Regions from separate parts of the Drosophila melanogaster genome. Here region 2 is linked to region 1. A link is a contact called in public Hi-C data. All regions are on one chromosome and are shown on one strand. The core of a region is the stretch at or near the end of the contact, and the rest is flanking DNA. Distances in the headings are between cores, read along the strand shown. Region 1 holds the start of Rab40 (Rab40,). Region 2 holds the start of HDAC4 (Histone deacetylase 4).

Evidence for each region. A called contact is a pair of places that touch in the nucleus more often than the background predicts.
Region 2: a contact with region 1 is called in a Hi-C map of the Kc167 cell line, with 5 times the contacts expected there. The contact joins the promoter of HDAC4 here to the promoter of Rab40 in region 1. A contact is called at or near these places in 4 of 107 Hi-C or Micro-C datasets (the Kc167 cell line and embryo).

What each region holds. Positions count from the first base shown.
Region 1 is chrX:12,461,632-12,464,634 of dm6, forward strand. Rab40 (Rab40,) reads right to left here and starts at 1,481. Exons shown (of 5, transcript NM_167323.2): 1 at 1,236-1,481; 2 at 105-241; 3 at 1-48. The coding sequence starts at 237. It overlaps CG42258, which reads left to right and starts at 1,897. Exons shown (of 6, transcript NM_132573.3): 1 at 1,897-2,988. The coding sequence starts at 2,468.
Region 2 is chrX:13,284,163-13,287,165 of dm6, forward strand. It overlaps HDAC4 (Histone deacetylase 4), which reads right to left and starts at 1,470. Exons shown (of 14, transcript NM_001272578.2): 1 at 730-1,470. CG15743 reads left to right here and starts at 1,545. Exons shown (of 2, transcript NM_001298268.1): 1 at 1,545-2,717; 2 at 2,794-3,003. The coding sequence starts at 2,189.

The sequences.
Region 1 (3,003 bases), core at 231-2,730:
TGGTGGTCGTCTTGTAGGCTACCGTTTGAAGGATATGAGATGTGCAGTCTATTAGATTGGCTTGCATATCCGGTGGTCGTTCAAAGGATATACCCAGCACTTACCGTTCCCACTGCAGAAGGGACTCTCCGTGGAGGGATCCTCCAGGTTTGAGAGAATCTCGTGCTTGCCCACATCGCTGTCGCCCACCAGTAGAACCTTTAGCAGATAGTCGTAGTCCTTGGTCATGGTTCCCATGTGGCTGGCATGGTAGAGAAATTTAAATATTGTAATTAAATAGATACATATATTTGAATAATAATAATAATAATAATGCAACTAGTTAAATTTCCAAGGTATTTCTACATATTACTAGAACTTGATGTCACAAACGTGACGACGTGTTTTTTGAATATTTAAATGGATTGTAAAAGGTGTGTGTACCTCAAACTTTTAAGCAGCTCAACACATTTTCTAGGGCAAAGTATTTTTAAATACATAGTTCCTCTAGAGTGTTCCATATGAATGCCGGAAATTACCTTACACACTCATTTTTCTATTTTAGAATTTGTTTTTTTTTTTTAGATAACTCAGTTAACAAAATATAACCGCTAGGGGTTTACTCATTGAATGAGACATTTTTTTTCTTCTTTTACGTAATTTTAATTGAAATTAAATGTGGGCTAGGGTTTTGTGGCCAAAGTGGTTGTGGTTCTTAAACATTGTTTTTTTTTTTTGCATTTTCTTAACCGGGCTAACCGGTATTTTTGAACCGGCAATATTTGTGCGTTCTATTTTTGCAGACAAAGTAATTTTCTATGTGAGTCATGGTAATAAAAACTATAAACATAAGCATTGCACTTATTTATAGATTTTCGCACTTGTTTTCATTTCGCGCACTGTAAAAGGATTTTCCACATGCACACACACATTCGCACAGGTAAAAAGTGGGTGTGTTTTGGTTTTGCATGAAAATGTATTTCACAATTTATCGAAGTGTACAAAACCATTAAAGCGTGTAATTGTTGCGTTTTATGCACTTTGTTTTACAAACAAAAAGAGAAATAAACGAAAATAGAGAAAAACATTTGCGTATTAGTGTGCGTGCTTATTTTGATTGTTGTTTTTGCTGCAAATGCCGAGGAATGTTTATTGCTTTTCCTCACAGCAATTGGAAAACAATTAATTATAGCCGGTTATTTGTGTATTTTGTTTAGTGAACAGCACTAACCGTTTTTTCTGGACGTTTAACTTACCATTTAGAATGCACGCAGTTTCATTTTCGTATTTGTAATAGAGATGAGCGAGTTTCCTCGCTTTGGCGACTTCACCTCGGCGGGCTTTACACGCTTTTTCAGTCTTACGATTTAAGCAAGTTAAATCGCGGCTATATATCCCATATATTCCAATTTATTGCTGTTTATTTGTTGTTTTTTCTGCTGCGAATATTAAAACAGAAAATTGCAATTTCGCTCATCTCTATAGGGATGGAAGAACTGCTAGTTTGCGCATATCGATAAGCCATCGATAGTCGACGGATGGGCTAAGCAGTGTTGTTCAAGATATTAAAAATGTAGTTCTTGCAATTATATGCGAAATTTAAACATTTTTATTTTATTATTTTGTGCAAACATTTATGTGCTAAATCTAAGCATAACTTTTTATATATCAAATTGAAACAATTTTACTTTAAGCTAAATGCTACATTATATTATTACCACTAAGTATTTTTCATTCTGAATGCATTAACTATTTATTTTCGGAAATTTAAGAATTAAATACTTTATAGTTTGGCACTTTTCCTAGATTTTTACCTTTACAAAAACTATCTAGGCAGCTATCTAGATATCGCAATTGGCGTGCTGCTTATCGGACAGTCGCGCTATCGGCCGGGTGTCATCGCCAGTGCGTTCGAACAAAACGGAACAGAACAGAACAGAAATTCGAAGCGCTGCCAAATATACACACACGATTGTTCCGACTGTATCGCTCCGATCCGAAAAAATCCGAGATCCGAATTCGCAGGACAAGAGCAACAGAGCGCGCGCTAACGGATTTATTAAATGCACATGCATATATTTATTTATAAACGCGAGTTTCTGGTCGGGAACTAAAGTGCAGGTCACCGACGCCTCTGCCGCAGCCGCTGCCTCCGTCGACGTCGCAGTTGCGGTAGCTGTTGCTGCTTGTTTTTTTTTTTGTTATTACTGTTTACAGAGGTGCGCGTTAACTGTGCTAAAAAAAATATAGAAATATATATTTGTGTGCCTTTGTGCAAGTGCTGATTTTGTTTGGCTTTTTTTTTGGGTTGTCATTATTTTGCACACACAAATTGCGATTTAACTAAGTGTTTGTGTGTGTGTGTGGCGCAGCTATATATATATATAAAGATATACCTATGCTGGCCCTGGCCCCGCCCACCACGCCGCCCCCTCGAAATGCACCGTTAGCCGCGAAATCGAAATCGAATCGTTTTGCTGCAACCGCAATGCTGTCCAACGGCTCTGCTGGCGTCTCTGCCGACGTTGACGTCGCCGCCGGCGGCGCTGCCGACTGTGATGAGCGAACGCTTTTGCTAAGCGAGGAGATTGTTGTTGCGCCGCTGCCTGCGTCGGCATTCTCTGCCGGCGTCGCTGCTGCTGCGCCGCCAACGTCGCTGCCACTGGTGCACACAACAACAACGCAGCAAAACAACAACAATGTGAACAACAACAATAATGGTTCGCTTGTGGTCAGTGCGAAAAACATGGCTAATAATAAAAGTAATAAGAATAGCAGCAAATGCAAAAACAACGAGGCCAGCAGCAGCAACAACAACAATGCGGCGACAGCAGCAGCAACAACAGCAACGACGACAGGAGAAGAACCGGTAACAACAACAATAACAACTGCAACAACAGCAGCTGATGATGAGGATATATCCAGCGATCTGAGCGATAAATTCCCACGCCCCCAAAAGAAACCCGGCAAACTGAGCAAATTGGGCACCAAAAGCGTCGGCCTCAAACGGTAAATCTCCAACAA
Region 2 (3,003 bases), core at 220-2,719, 820 kb after region 1:
CAAAATAAGGGATAAACAAAGACTTCGATTAATGGGTGCTCACTGTAGTTGGGTAAATGAATAAAAAGGAGAACAAATACTTAAGAGGGGCAGGCGAAGGGAGATCCCGAAGAAGAATGAGAAGTTCGGCTCAAAGCAAACGAAACAACAACAAAAGATCCGCAAATTCCATTCTGTGGCCGTTGCTTTTGTGGTTGTTGTTGTTCTTGTTACTGTTTTATATATTTTTTTCTGGCATCATGTTGATAACCAAGAAGAGAGAAGAAGCAGAAGTAGGAGAAGAAACATAGAGTAAAGGAAGAATGAGGAGAGCAGAAGAAGCGAGCACAACATAAACCAGTTCAATGCGCTTTGCGGTGGAGCTTTTATTATTTATTTTTGCTTCATTTTCATTATTTTGTTCTTGTTTTTTTTTTATTTTTTTTTTTGGGTGGCAGCCACATTACAGCAACTTTACTAAGTGAACAAAATCAAATCATCAAATGCAAAGAGTGCGAGCGAGAGAGAGAGCAACAGAAACCGTATGAAGAGAGGGGGGAAGAAGAGAGCGCGAGCACTTCATTTAGCACGCACACACTTGTTACATAAATAACGGCGAATCGAGTGAGGAGCAAGACAGACGAAAAAGAAGTCTGGCTGATCTAATAAGAACATGCTGTGCCTCCTCCCTCTCTCAACGACTGCTAATAAGAATACACGGGGCAAAGACAAACAAACAAACATAAATACCTCTTCCAAGTGGTGCAAACTGCTTACTGCTGCTATTGTTGTTGCTGTATTTTGTATTGTCGCTTTTCCAACTTGTTTCACAAAATGCGAAAAATGATTAACGAAAATATAAAATAAATAACGCACGCTCTCTCGCTCTCACTCTTCGTATGTGTGTGTGTTGATTTATATATATATATACATATATATATATATATACTGAACGATGAATTCACGACTTTTTTAAGTTAATTTTTGTGTAGTTGTTGCTGCTGCTTTTTTGTAGACGTATATTTTTGCGCTTATTTTTTATTCGCCTTCATTCTTTTTACCTTCTTTTGCTTTTCTCTTTCGTTACTTGCTGTTGTTGTTTTTGTCACTTTAGCAGTTTTCGCAGTTTCTTTTTGGTACTAGTACTACGACAACTGCCTCTGCTTTTTTTGCCTCTTCTCCTCATCATCGCTCATTCTCTTTTGCTTGTTGATTCGCCCACAATTTATTCGGTTTTTTTCGCTTCTGCACGCGCACGCACTTTTTTTGTTGTTGTTGTTTAGATGTTACGAAAAAAATTGGAATTTTTGCCGCAGGAAAACAGAAAAAAAAAACAAGAAAATTATTATTTTCGAATTTTTCGGGGTTGTTGTTCTTTGGAAAACGCGCGATTTGCTGTTGGATTGGACTTTCTGGGGCGACGCGACGCAAAAAATACAAATTAATGTTCCGAAATCCACGACTATTAGAGCTGGAACCACATCGATATCTGTTCGATACTATCGATACGGTCGTAGAATTGGAAAATCGATAAGTCTCTTGGAACATCGATTAATATTGCAGCTTGTTGATTTTATTATATCAGTGAACCTAAATAAAAGCACAAAATCAAATTTCTAATATAATTGAGTGTATCGAAAATGGACGGTATAAACTATATATTACTTGGTAATATCGTTTCGTAAATAGTATCAATGATAGCTAAGTATCGATATTTTCGACGACGTTGTGGTCAACATATTCGAATCCTAAGTTTAATGTTAGTACATTAAGTGAACTAAATAATTTAATACCGCTGATCTTCACAATTATTGATCTTAACATAAATTCGCTGTTCCGAATGTATCGATGGCGCCTATCGATTTAATGCCAGCTCTAGTTTGTTATTGTTTGGTTTTGTTTGGGGCTGTTTTTGGGGGAAAAAACGCGCAACGTGGACGTGAAATTGAATAGATCGGCACCGAGCATAGCTCACCTGTGCTCCCCCCTCGCCACAAAGAGCAGAAAGAAACACCTGTGCCCCCGCCCCCGCCGTCCACACCCACCGACGCGCCATCATCAAGTGTTTTTCGTTTCAGTTCTTGCGAGGGTTTTTTCAAGACAGCATCTGGGTTGATCTCAATGTGGTGATCTGGCAAATACGACAGCACACTGATACACGCATAGATAGAATAGAATAGAATATAGTATATAGTCTAGCATATAATAGATGAGCGAAGACAAGATGAACGGACGCTCCATTCGCATCAACCGGCTGCCGGCCACCATTGTGGCCATCCTGCTGACCTTTGTCCTGGTCTACTTCCTCAATTTCCATCAGGAGGAGCGGCCAGCGATCTACGGCATGCTGCGCAGTGAGAATCCCAGCCGCGTCAATCTACGCAAGATGCTAATAGCCGCCATACAGGCCGCCCAGCGTGGCGGTCTCGAGGTACTGGACGTGGCCCGGAGTCGCCAGCTGAAGGAGCGCAGCAAGGGCAAGACGGACGAGGGCGTCAATGATCCCTTCACGGATGCCGACGGCCGGTCACATTGTGTGATGAAGCAGGGCCTGCAGCGAATCTTTCCCCGCGTACAAATCTTCTCCGAGGAGGACAAGGAGCACTGCAAGCAGGCACACGGCTATGATCTAGATCCAACGGTCCTCCACGAGACCGCACAGATACCGGATGTGACCGTAAATGCCCAGGATGTCACTGTTTGGGTAGATCCGTTGGATGCCACCAAGGAGTTCACCGGTGAGGATGGCTTCTTTAGTTATTAATATTATACAATGGCATGTTCTGGAGCTAAATTTCATTTTTCAATCCACAGAGGAGCTATACGAGTACGTGACCACCATGGTGTGCGTGGCAGTGGCCGGAAGGCCCATCATTGGCGTGATCCACAGCCCGTTCAATGGACAAACCGCGTGGGCGTGGGTGGGCAACTCGATGTCTGAGTACCTATCCAATCTGCATCCGCAGCATTCGCCAAACAATCAGGCGCCCATCATTACAGTCTCGCGATCCCACACGGCAGGTG